2 separate regions of the Manis pentadactyla genome follow, and region 2 is linked to region 1. Evidence: chromatin contacts called from public Hi-C data. All regions are on one chromosome and are shown on one strand. The core of a region is the stretch at or near the end of the contact, and the rest is flanking DNA. Distances in the headings are between cores, read along the strand shown. Region 1 holds the start of GPATCH8 (G-patch domain containing 8). Region 2 holds the start of LOC130683272.

What was found. Hi-C and Micro-C count contacts between places; a contact is called where the count stands out from the background.
Region 2: a Hi-C map of skin fibroblasts shows a contact between it and region 1, with 4 times the contacts expected there. The contact joins the promoter of LOC130683272 here to the promoter of GPATCH8 in region 1. A contact is called at or near these places in 2 of 3 Hi-C or Micro-C datasets (fibroblasts and skin fibroblasts).

What each region holds. Positions count from the first base shown.
Region 1 is chr4:172,436,163-172,441,342 of mManPen7.hap1, reverse strand. It overlaps GPATCH8 (G-patch domain containing 8), which reads right to left and starts at 3,505. Exons shown (of 8, transcript XM_036883117.2): 1 at 2,851-3,505. The coding sequence starts at 2,895.
Region 2 is chr4:172,673,202-172,678,735 of mManPen7.hap1, reverse strand. LOC130683272 reads left to right here and starts at 2,947. Exons shown (of 3, transcript XM_057499531.1): 1 at 2,947-3,023; 2 at 3,438-3,868; 3 at 4,450-5,534. The coding sequence starts at 2,947. The coding sequence ends at 4,946. It overlaps UBTF (upstream binding transcription factor), which reads right to left and starts at 3,584. Exons shown (of 21, transcript XM_036883158.2): 1 at 3,449-3,584; 2 at 488-608. The coding sequence starts at 545.

The sequences.
Region 1 (5,180 bases), core at 2,256-4,755:
AAACTGTAACTGTCGCACCTCTCTAAAAACTCATTAATTCTTTGTGACCTGTAAGTTTATCCTCCATATTTGATAACTGAACTACAGTTATATAAAAACACATAATTGCAAGCAGAGATAATGGTCAGGAGCACAGCTTCAAGAGTCAAAGTACCAGAGTCTGAATCCAGGCTCTGCCAGTTACAAACTGTGTGTACTTGGCCAAGTTATTTAAAACTCTGTGCCTCAGCTGACTCTTTCGAAAATGGGAGTAACAGTACCTACTCATAGGGTTATTGTGAAGATTATGAGATAATACACATAAAGCCTGCAGAATAGTACCTGTTTATTATTATAATGAAGTTATCAAAAAATTTTTAATGTACACCCCTGATAATGATCACTCTATATTCGGAAGTGCTTCGAGTGGCATAATACAGTTAAACTCCTCACTGTATCATACAAAACACATCTGAACGGTTAGGTGTTCACCAATCTAACAGTGTACCCAATTCTGACTCAGTTTGAGACAGTATTAAAACTCCAAAATTTGAACTTAATGGTAAATTGCCAAAGAATAAAATTCTACAATTCTAAATTATCTTGCCAAATAAAAGGCAAAGAAAATGATAGTCATCTAGAACTTACCAGAGAAGATTGCCCCCCCAAAATTTCAGTGCTATAAGAAGATCTGTTTTAAAGCAACAGAATTTATGCACTGTGTTTGGAAACCTACTTAGGGTTTGTTTTCAAGTGTACTCAGTGACTTCACCTCATTTGTCACTTAAAACCTTAAAAGGAGGCCACATTTAATTTTTAATAACCTGACCTTAAAAAATGTTTCAGATACACTACACACAGAAGCATCCTATTACTTCTCCCCAATAACTTTAAATCAAAGGACACTGATAAAAATCAATTTGTATTTTCCCTTTATTAAAACATCCAGAAAAGACCTACTCGAGTATTTTTAAATGAATGGTGTTTAGAACTATTAGTACAATAATTTACAAAAGCTTTAAACATACTGTCTGAAAGTCTGTCATTCCCAATACCCTACTGACACATAGTATTAGGACAACTGAATTTAAAAAGCCAACATTTTCCTGGCTGGCCCAATGCAGCAGGAGTTGGTTATTACAACACATATGCATTATCTTCAAAGGAATACCCAGTAACTTGAAGCAAGTTTTACATAAACCCAACTAAAGCATTGGAAAAGTCATCTTATTTGAAAAGGTAGACTTTCTCAATTTTTTAAAGTAACAGCATTTATACTCTGCTACCCAGTTTTCAAAATCTTTCAAGACCCTGCAAATCCTGTTTAAGCCTGCTAAAATTCCATGGGTGACAGCCATTTTCCCTCAAAACTTAATTGTCCAGATTACCTATTTTCAATTTTATTAGGTCACCTTGAAATTCTCTCTTCCACAAAGCACTTAAGGGTTTTAGTTATAAACATGTCTCTAAAAAGTAACCAATAAAGCCCACACATTTTGCAGCCTACTCATGTTTTAAAATGCTCGCTAAAAAACCACCTTTATCGGGGACCAAATACCTAAAATGAACTGCTTCAAATTTCCCTGGACCTGCATTATATCCTTATACACCTTGAGATCCTGTATTGTGCTGCAGCTATACAGCAGGCGCACGATCACAAGGTTTTCAACAGCCCCCAGATCCCTTACTGCTGCAAAACTTCTAATAAACCTTCCATGCAGTAGACCGTTAACAGTGCTGGTTTAACTGCTTTACCTGTTTATTTACCAACCCAATCATCTCAGGGAATTCAAACTGCCTTCTGAAACTTATCTAGATTATTCCTGTGTTCTTTTGAGGAAGATGTGCACCTGGAAAAAACTTTTGAGTTTTAGTGTTCATTCTCTGGTCCAAATTCCTGTTGCCAGGATATGCGGTAGTAATGCAGTGGTTTCTTTGAGACTCTAAGATTGTATTTTACCCTAGCAATAGCCAACCTCTACTAAATCCCTTTTTAGTGGCCGAGATTGCTGCGGATTATAATGCTCAACAGGAAGGTTTTTTAAACATCCGAAAGACGAGTTATTCGAATTCAGGTCTTAATTTTTTCCTAAATAATACTTGTCATCACAAGGACATGTTTCCATACATTTGCAACTTAAGAAAGAAAAAAATCAAGCTTTTGGCACTATTTATCACAGCTTGAAAAGTCCATCACCATCACGCTTTTTCCACATCTCCTTTCGAAGTAGGATTTGAGACAAAGCTTACATCAACCATAGTCCTGTAACATGCTTTCCAAGGCCAACTGACGGCCTAGTAACAGCAACATTTACACCCGGGGAAATCTTTACAGTTGACTAATCAAGAAGGCGTCTGATAACCAAAGCACCCTTTTCTCGAGGAAATGTAAGAAGCAACAACTAAAGGGATTTATTACAGTGAGGAAAGAAGGACTCTCCAAGCAGGGCCATGGAGCAAAATTCAGGGGTTCAGAAGCCCTGGTCTCAGCAACACTGCCCCCAAGGCCTCCCCACCCAGCCCTCTATCCCCCCGGGAGCCAGCCCTGCGCCTCCATAGGCCCGGCAGACCCGAGGGGAGCACCTCCCCCACCCCACGCAGCGGCCAGGCTCGAGTTCCGAAACCTGAAGCCCAAACAGGCCAAAGCTGCAAACGCGGCAGCCTGAGTTTAAAAGGTATGAAAATACAGGGTGAGAGGAGATGCGGCCTCGCCTCAAGCTGGGAGGCCCCCTGAGGAATCCAAGGCGGGAGAAGAGCGAGCCGGTTGATAAGCCGGAACAGTCTGGAAGAAAAGAGAGCTGGGAGCGGGGGATGAGGAGGTTCCTGCTCGGCCAGCGCCTTCTCCGGATCCTCGGCGACGCCCCTGTTTACCTGAAAGTCTCGGTCCTCGTTGAAGCGGGAGAAGCGATCCGCCATTTTGCCTCCCTCACTCCTCTCAGGACGACGCTCTCCGGTTAGCTCCTTCCCTCCCGCGACACCCACCCCTCGCTCCCCTCCTCTGTTCCCCGCCTCCTCCCACGCCCACTCGGTGCGCACAGGCCGGGAAAGGAGGAAGCGAGAATGCGCGTCCAGAACGGAGCCCAGCGGACGCAGGCGCCTTTCGGCCCTGGAGGCGGGACCTTCCTCCACGCCCCGCCCTCCTCTCGCAGCCTAGTGCGACCCCGGCGGCCGCGCGTGCGCGCTAGTGCTGGACAGCTGCGAGCGCTTCCGGAGAGAAAGGTGACGCGGGGCGCAGTGCGTGTGTGTATGGATGTGTTCCACCTGCTCTCTTCCCGGAATGCATTATCTTTTTTTGCCCTCTTGCTTCCCCCACTGTATGCGAAACCCTTCCTTTGTTTTATTCACCAAATGGCAGCATTATGTAGTGGCCAAAAGCGAGGATTTTGAAGCCAGACTGCTCAGTTTCGAATCCCGGTTTGCTTTGAATGTTAAACCGTGAACGAAACGGAAAAAGGCCTTTCTCTCAAAGGGTTTACATTCCACTGTGGTAAATCAGATAAATAATAAAACAATTGAGTAATTTTAAATATTAATGAGTGCTACAAAAAATAAAACGGTGCAGTGATGAGAGGGACTTCTGAAATGACCTTTGACCCGAGGAACAGAAGCGGCCTGCAACCTTGGGGCAGGGGAAACATTAGACGCAAAGGCCCAATGACTGCTAAGAACTTGGCATTTTCAAGCGATCATTTTAGAAAAGTATTTCTCAAGAGACCAAAGTTTCAAATCAATTCAAGTTCTCTGGGCTTCGGTTTCCATTTTATAAAGTAAGGAAATTGAGTTTGGTAATCTACTGCCCCTATCACTGACTTTGTATGGGTTATGAATCAGGTTTTTCCACCTTATGACGTTCCTGAAGGACCCCACCCAGCCATCCAATTCCCTTAGCCAAAACACATAAAACACACAGGAGTAGCAGAACTTCCCTACTTTTGAAAAGAGTAGTTGACAGAAATCACGCAATGAAAAAATGACCCTTACTTCACCCTGAGAGTCAAACGGAATGTAATTTTTTGGAGGAAGGGTGTGTATCTCCTATTCCTATGTTACCTTCTGCAGTCCAAGGAGAATACAGTTCTAAGCAGTGAAACGAGCTCCCTAACTAGGGAGAGGCAAAACACACAATGTAAACATTGTAAAGAGACTTGAGGATACATGTGGCAGATTGAATCACATGGATACCCATGACACATTTACCTCTTTTCCCTCTCCCAATGCCACTAAAATGACAGTAAAAGAATCAGAAGGACATAAACTTACATGGACAAAGAGACCTGAAGAAGGGACAACAGATGTCAACAAAATTTTGGAAGGTAAAGAGCATAGATAAATGGAAATGAACTAGTAGAATGGAGAAAGCAAAGTCCTGGAGTGAGGAAGCCAGGAAACATGTTGAATTAATGCAGAGGAGTATCAGAAAGACTCAGGAATTGGAATCACCAGGTATCACTGAAGGTGAGAGTGTGGATGTAACCGGAAACAGGAATAGTTACAAGGCAGTTTAGAGAGAAGTAACTCTTAATCCCTTTCCCACCCAATAAGGAAACTGGAGAATTCTCTTGGATATGCTGGAGAGACTTTGACATATCTGGCTCAGCTAAAGGAGATAACAGGCTGCAAATGGCAAGGTTTGGTAAAAGCCAACATTCTGGTCAGATAATTATTCTCCCAGCAAAAGACTACAGGATCTCTCTCTAGGAAACTGATCCCTCTCTGGTTTAGTAGGAAAAATCCTACACGTCCAAAAACAGGAGTAGAGAGTGAGGCCTCCCCAACATAAAGGTCATTCTCCTGTCCAGATACTCCACAGAGAAGTCCATCATTCAGGAAACCCCATCCACAGAGTTTCCACTCAGCTCTCATCCATAGTTGGATAGAAGGAAACCTGTAACAAAGAAAGAGACATCCCCATCCAAAAAACAAAAACGGAAAGGAATTCAGAGGAACTAGAGATAACAAAAGTAGCAAAAGAAACCATAAGACAATTACAGTCAATATCTATGGAGATAGAAGATCACATCAGGGAACAAGGGACCACATCAGGGAGCAAAGAATGCCGAAAAAGAAAATTCAAAATTAAGAAATAACTTTTGGAAATTAAACAAATAAAATTAAAAAGAAATTAAACAGAAATAAAAAATTCAATTGAAGAGTTAGAAAATAAAGTCACAGAAATCTCCTAGAAAACAGAGTATAAAGAC
Region 2 (5,534 bases), core at 1,698-4,197, 240 kb before region 1:
TACTGGACAGGGTAGGGTCTAGTTATGTATCTATCTCCATGGGTTGGAGCCTCAAACCACCAAAACACCCTTTCTCTCCACCTGTCTCACCACAACCTTGTCCTCCTCTTCATAACAATAAAAGCCTGGAAAGCCTTCCCAACCCCTTTCTCTTTCCTCCACATTCCTCATCCTTCCTCCTATTCCAGGCCACTGGGCTAGACTCCTGGCTGACTGGGAACCCCAGAAGGAAGGTTTGCACATGCTGCCTCTTCTCAAACTTGGGGGGGAAGGAGTATGAGAAATACTTTTTATAGGCTCAAAGCCAAATGTTTGGAGTTTAGTTAAACCCCCAGTGTGAGATATGCTTGACTCTTATAAACACTAAGGACCACCCCCTACCATCTCAATTCAGAGACAAATCCTTTGGAAGAGGAGTGGGCCCTGCAGGCAGCCCTGTGAGAAAAGAGGATTTAAGTTAAAGAGGGATGAGGATGGGAGCTCCTACCTTGGCCTTTGGGGGCGGCCATTTCCAGGTCTGTGGGGCAGTCGGCTTCTCCGTTCATTCTCTAGCCGTCCAGCCACCTCCTCTTGCTGGCCGGGCAACCCGGGGTCAAAGCGACCTCAACCTTTGGAAGAGATATGTCCCCAACTCAGGCGGGCTGAGAGGTAAGGGACTTTCTGTTCCTCCCTCCCCTTTCGGGGTAAGAAGGTACAAGTCCCCAATTTCATAGAGACTCTGCCAAGACCCTAGAAGACTTAATGGATCGGTCCGTGCGCGAACGCCCTCCTCTTCCTCCTATATCCCTGTCCCCCACCACCCCCTGCAACCTGGGTCCGCGGCGTGCGCCCTCCCCTGCCCACGCAAGAGGCTGCTTCCAGCTCCCGCGTGCAGCTAGCGCCCGCCCTCCTTCCCCCACCCAGGCCGAAAAAAAAAAAACTCCTCCTCCGTACGCCCGCCCGGGGGAGGCCCCAGGCTGGAGGGCGGGGGAGGAGGAAGGGCGGGTAAAGGGCGCGCGCGGCCGCGGAAGCGGCCGCGCGCCACAGTCTCCTCCTCTCGCCTCCCCCCGGCCGGTTACCCCCGCCTCCGCAACCCGGCGGGGACCCGGACGCCGCGCAGCCGCCGCCAGCCCCGGAGCGCAGCGGCCGCACCGCCCCCGGGGACCGGATCCGGATTCCCGCGACCCCCCCTTTCGGGCTCCCGACGCCGTCCCCGCCTGCCTGGGCGGGCAAGCAGCCGGAGAGAAGCGTCCTAGCCTGCCCCCCGCCCCCGAGCCACCCACCCCGGCCAGAGGCGCCGCTACCGTCCAGCCACCGCGACGCGCCCGGAGGATCCCAGCGCAGAGGCGCGACCACGGCGGCAACCGTCGCCTCCTCCCCCGAGCTTGCGGCCCAGCCCCGCCGGCGCCCCCGCCCCGGCCTCCGGGGAGCCGAGCCAAGGAAAGGGCGGGAGGACGGCGGCCGGGAGGCGGGGGCGCAGCGCTCACCGGCCCCGATGCCCCCTCCGGCGGCCGGCGAGAACTGCGCCTGGCGGCTCGGAGAAGCGCGGGCTCCTCCGCCCGCGGCCGGGGCTCGGCTCGGGCCTCGCTTCCTGCCCTCCCCTCCCCCGGCTCTCGGCGTCCTCTCCAGTGTCCTGGTTCTCCCTGGCCCAGTCCCCTGCTGGGAGATCGCCCTGGGGCCCCTCCGGGCGTCCACCGCATTCGCGGGTCGCTCCCCGCCGCCCGACCCCGGCGCGCGTCCTCAGCTGCCTCGGTTACCCGGAGCAGAGCGGCCTCCACGCTTCCCGCTCCAGCGGCTCCCTCCCCAGCTCTGAGCGGCGGCGCCCTCCCCCGTTCGGCCGGGCACAGCCGCAGCTCCCTCCCGCGGCGGCAGCGGCTCCTCCTCCGGGCGCGGCGGCGGCGGCGCTGGGCGGCGGCTGCTGCTGCTGTGGCGGCGGTGGCTGCTGCTTGCTGCTCCTCGCGGCGAAAAGCACAAAGCACAGCGCCCTCCGCCTGCAGGCAGCCCGCCCGCCGCCCGCCCGCCGGCCCCGGCCTCAGCTCGCACACCCCCTGCCGCCGCCGCAGCCTCCGCCGCCGGAGCGGGGAGGAGGAGGGAGAAGGGAGGAGGAGGAGCGGGAGGGGGGGCAGGAGAAGCGGGGCAGCGAACGCGTCCTTCCCCGTAGAGCGCACACCGACCCCCGGGGAGCGAGCGCCAGCCCGCCCGCCTCGCCGGCTCCGCTCCCTCCCACAGCCTGCCCGGGCGGGCTCCGCGGGGGGCAGCTGGGAGGAGGGGCGGGAGCTTGGGGGGACCCGGGCGGCCGAGGCGGAGGAAAGGAAGGAGGGGAGGGGGTGGTGGTAGTGGCGGCAGCGGCGGCTGCTGCTGCTGCCGCCGCCGGGGAAGGGGGGGCCGGGGCAGGGAGACACGCAGCCGCCCGGATGGCGGCGGGGCTCGGAGCCGAGGCGGGCGGGCGCCGAGAGCGACCTCGCCAGACCCGCGGGGGAACTAGCAGGCTTCGCCGGCGCGGGAGGGAGGGCGCGAGGCGCGGCCGCAGAGAGGGTGCCGGGAGGGCCCCCAGGCGGCCAGGGAGGCTTGGGGTGCCTGCAGCCTTGCTATGGAGCTCTCCCCGACGTCCTCCCAGCTCGGATTCGGGCTTCCATTGCAACCCTTTCCCGCCTCCCAAGCGGGCGGTCCGCGCCCACCCTCGTCCCCGGACCGTGGCCACCAGCTTGGGGCGCACGCCCGCCGATAGCGGCGCCAGGCTTCTTCGCCTACCTCGCGGTTCCCTCGCAGCCGAACAGCACACACACGAAACTTAAAAAAAAAAAATTACCTCTACAAAATACTCTCCCTGCTAATTAAAAAAAAAAAAAATTCCCTTCGCGCCTTACACCCAGGAAACGGCGAGGCGACGACGGGTTCCGGCGTTGAAGGCTCTTTGGGAGCCGGTTCAATCCAGCCCGGCATGGCTCCCCGGGCCTGCCCGGGCGCATGGAGATCGGCGCCGCCGCCACTCGCAGCAACCCCTCTCCCCCGAAATCGGCCGCGTCGGGGCTCACTTACCGAGCGTGTAAGAGAGCGCGGGCCAGGGATACCTAGGGTTGCGGCGGGCCGAAGAGCCGAGCCGCAGCCGACGCCGGGGCAGCGAGTCGCCAGACAAAGCCCGAGATGGCGAAGCGGAGCGACGGCTAATGGCGAGCCCCACGCGCCGCGCTCCGCCCGCCCCGCTCCGCCCGCCCGCCCGCCCGCCTCGGCGCAGCGCAGCGCCGCTCCGAGCGCTCGCCCGTCAGAGCCTCCTCGGCGCCGCCGCCTCCCGGGCCACCCTGGCCTCGCCTGGCCCCTCCGCCTCCTCCGGGCGGCTCAGCCTCACCCCTCCCCTCCCTCCGTGTTGGGGGCTGCACGAAAATAAAAAGAGAAAAATGCTTTTTTTTTTTTTTTTTTTTGCAGGGCGGCGTGTTGAGACTTTAGGGTCTTGCCCCCAGCTCGCACTCACCTGCGGAGCCTCCGGGATGGCTGGGGGTGGGGGCGCGCGGGGCTGGAGCCGGCGAGCGCGGGTTGAAAGCTAGCCAAGCTCTGCAGCGCCCGACCCGGGCGTATACGCCGCCGCCAGTCCCCGCAGAGAAGTCGTCCTCCTACCCCCGCCTCCATCGCTCTGCGTTTCTCTTCCAATCAGCCGGTCGCTTGGCGGCTCCTCCATTCTCCGGCCAAGCCCGCTGCGTAGAGCGAGCTCCACTCTTCCATCTGCTTGCCCGGCTTCTCGCTACCCTGCCGGGGCCGGCGAGGCGATGTGAGGCCGGAGGGGGATTTGCGAGGGAACCTGCCTCCTTTCCCGCTCCCATTGCTCCCCTCGTGCTGCTGCCTCCTGCCTCCTGCTTCTCTCCTGCGTCTTTCCAACTCTCCCCTGTCGCCACTGGTGTGTCTGAGTGTGTGCGCGTTTTTTTTTTTTTATTGCTCTTTGCTTTTGCAACCCTGAAGCCGGGGAGGGGGGCCGGGGGGGAGTTACCAAAAAAAGCGAGAAAGAGCTTTTAGATTTGCAACACACTGAAAAACCGGGGGAGCACCTCGCCGCGTCCTATCTTAGTGCCCCGCGAGGGCCTTCCGGGTTTCAGAGCGAGCTTCTCGTTCTCAGTGACCCTCACCTCCTCCGGGTTTAGGATCCGAGGAGTTCGGGCACAAAGTTCTCCCCCAGGGCCGTAGCAAGGGGTGTCAGGGTGGGAGTTGGGGAGATTTCTCGAGAAGCAGCAGTTATCCTTCCCACCCCGGCCTTGGTGGCTGGGCCAGGGTGGGGGTGGAGAGCAAAATCCCTGTGGGTTTGAGCGACGGAGCTTCCGGAGCGAAGTCGGAGTCAAGCGACCGCGCTTGGCGCATCTCCCCCTCGGTCTCTGCCTCCTGTCCCCTGCCAGCTCCCCCTTTAATTTTTTTTTTTCTCTCTCTCCTTTAATCTAATTTCTTCCAACTCCACCTTTGTTGTTACCGGCGTCACGCCTGGGCCAGCCAATCCCCGCCACGCAGTCAGCTTGTCAAAAAGGCTCGGCCAGCCCTGGGAAAGCAGGCCGCGGGCGCTGCCCCCCCGGCGGCGACGGCGGCGGGGATCCGCGAGGGGAGCCTGGCACCCGGCCTTGCCGCCGGAGCAGCAGCCGGGCAACCTCCGCGTTCCACCATCCTGCGGACCGGAGGTTGAAAGACCTGGGAGGGGACCCCCATCCACCCTCCGACGGCTGTGTTTCTGCCTCCGCTCCTCAAAGGAAGAATTATCGGGACGCAGGGAGCCAGAAGACTTAAGACCGCCTGCTTCCAACAGCCGAGCCTACTGTTTGGGCCATCGCTCCGGAGGCAGCGCCATTGCTCCCGGCTTCCAGGGCTTCCAGGCTGCCAGTCTCCCGCACCGACACGGCTACTGCCCACATCTCGGCCAGTCGGCCACAGTCCCTTCAGACCCTCCTCTGGCACACAGCCTTCTCCATCACACAACGGCCTTGCTGTTGCTGTAATTCCTCTTGTCTCCTAGGAGAAATGACATTCCGTTCCCAGGACTTCCACAGTCCACATCTGCCACGTTTCACAAACGGAGGAAAACCCTGTCAAGATCTGGTGTGTCCGGATTTTTTAGTGGGCAGGAGAGGCCGCCTTTAGTAGGAGAGGCTATTTACCTTAACGCTAATGAATCTTAAGCTTCACGACCCCTCATTTGCAGGGCTTGTGCAAAGCCCTGTACTTATTTTTGATTCATCTTTTGGTATTATTTTTGTTAAAGAGAGCTCCCCCCCTTCTTTTTACAAGTTTTGACCCCACAAATCCCGCTCTGTCTTTGGAATGTACACAACATTTTGTGTAGGATCAAGCCATCTCACACCGTACGTGAATCGAGCAGAGACTGACTTTCTTGTTTTAATTGGTGAAGAGTAAAGGGTTTGGAGTCAGAAGTCCCAGCTCCAGTTCTCACCTTTCACCACCTTCATAATAGCAGCGTGTGAGTTTGATCAAGTCACAACTTTACCTGATCTCAGTTTCTTTGTCTATAAAATTAGAATAGCAGTTCTTTCCTCTGCTTTCCTCCCCAGCAGTTGGAAAGTAAAACT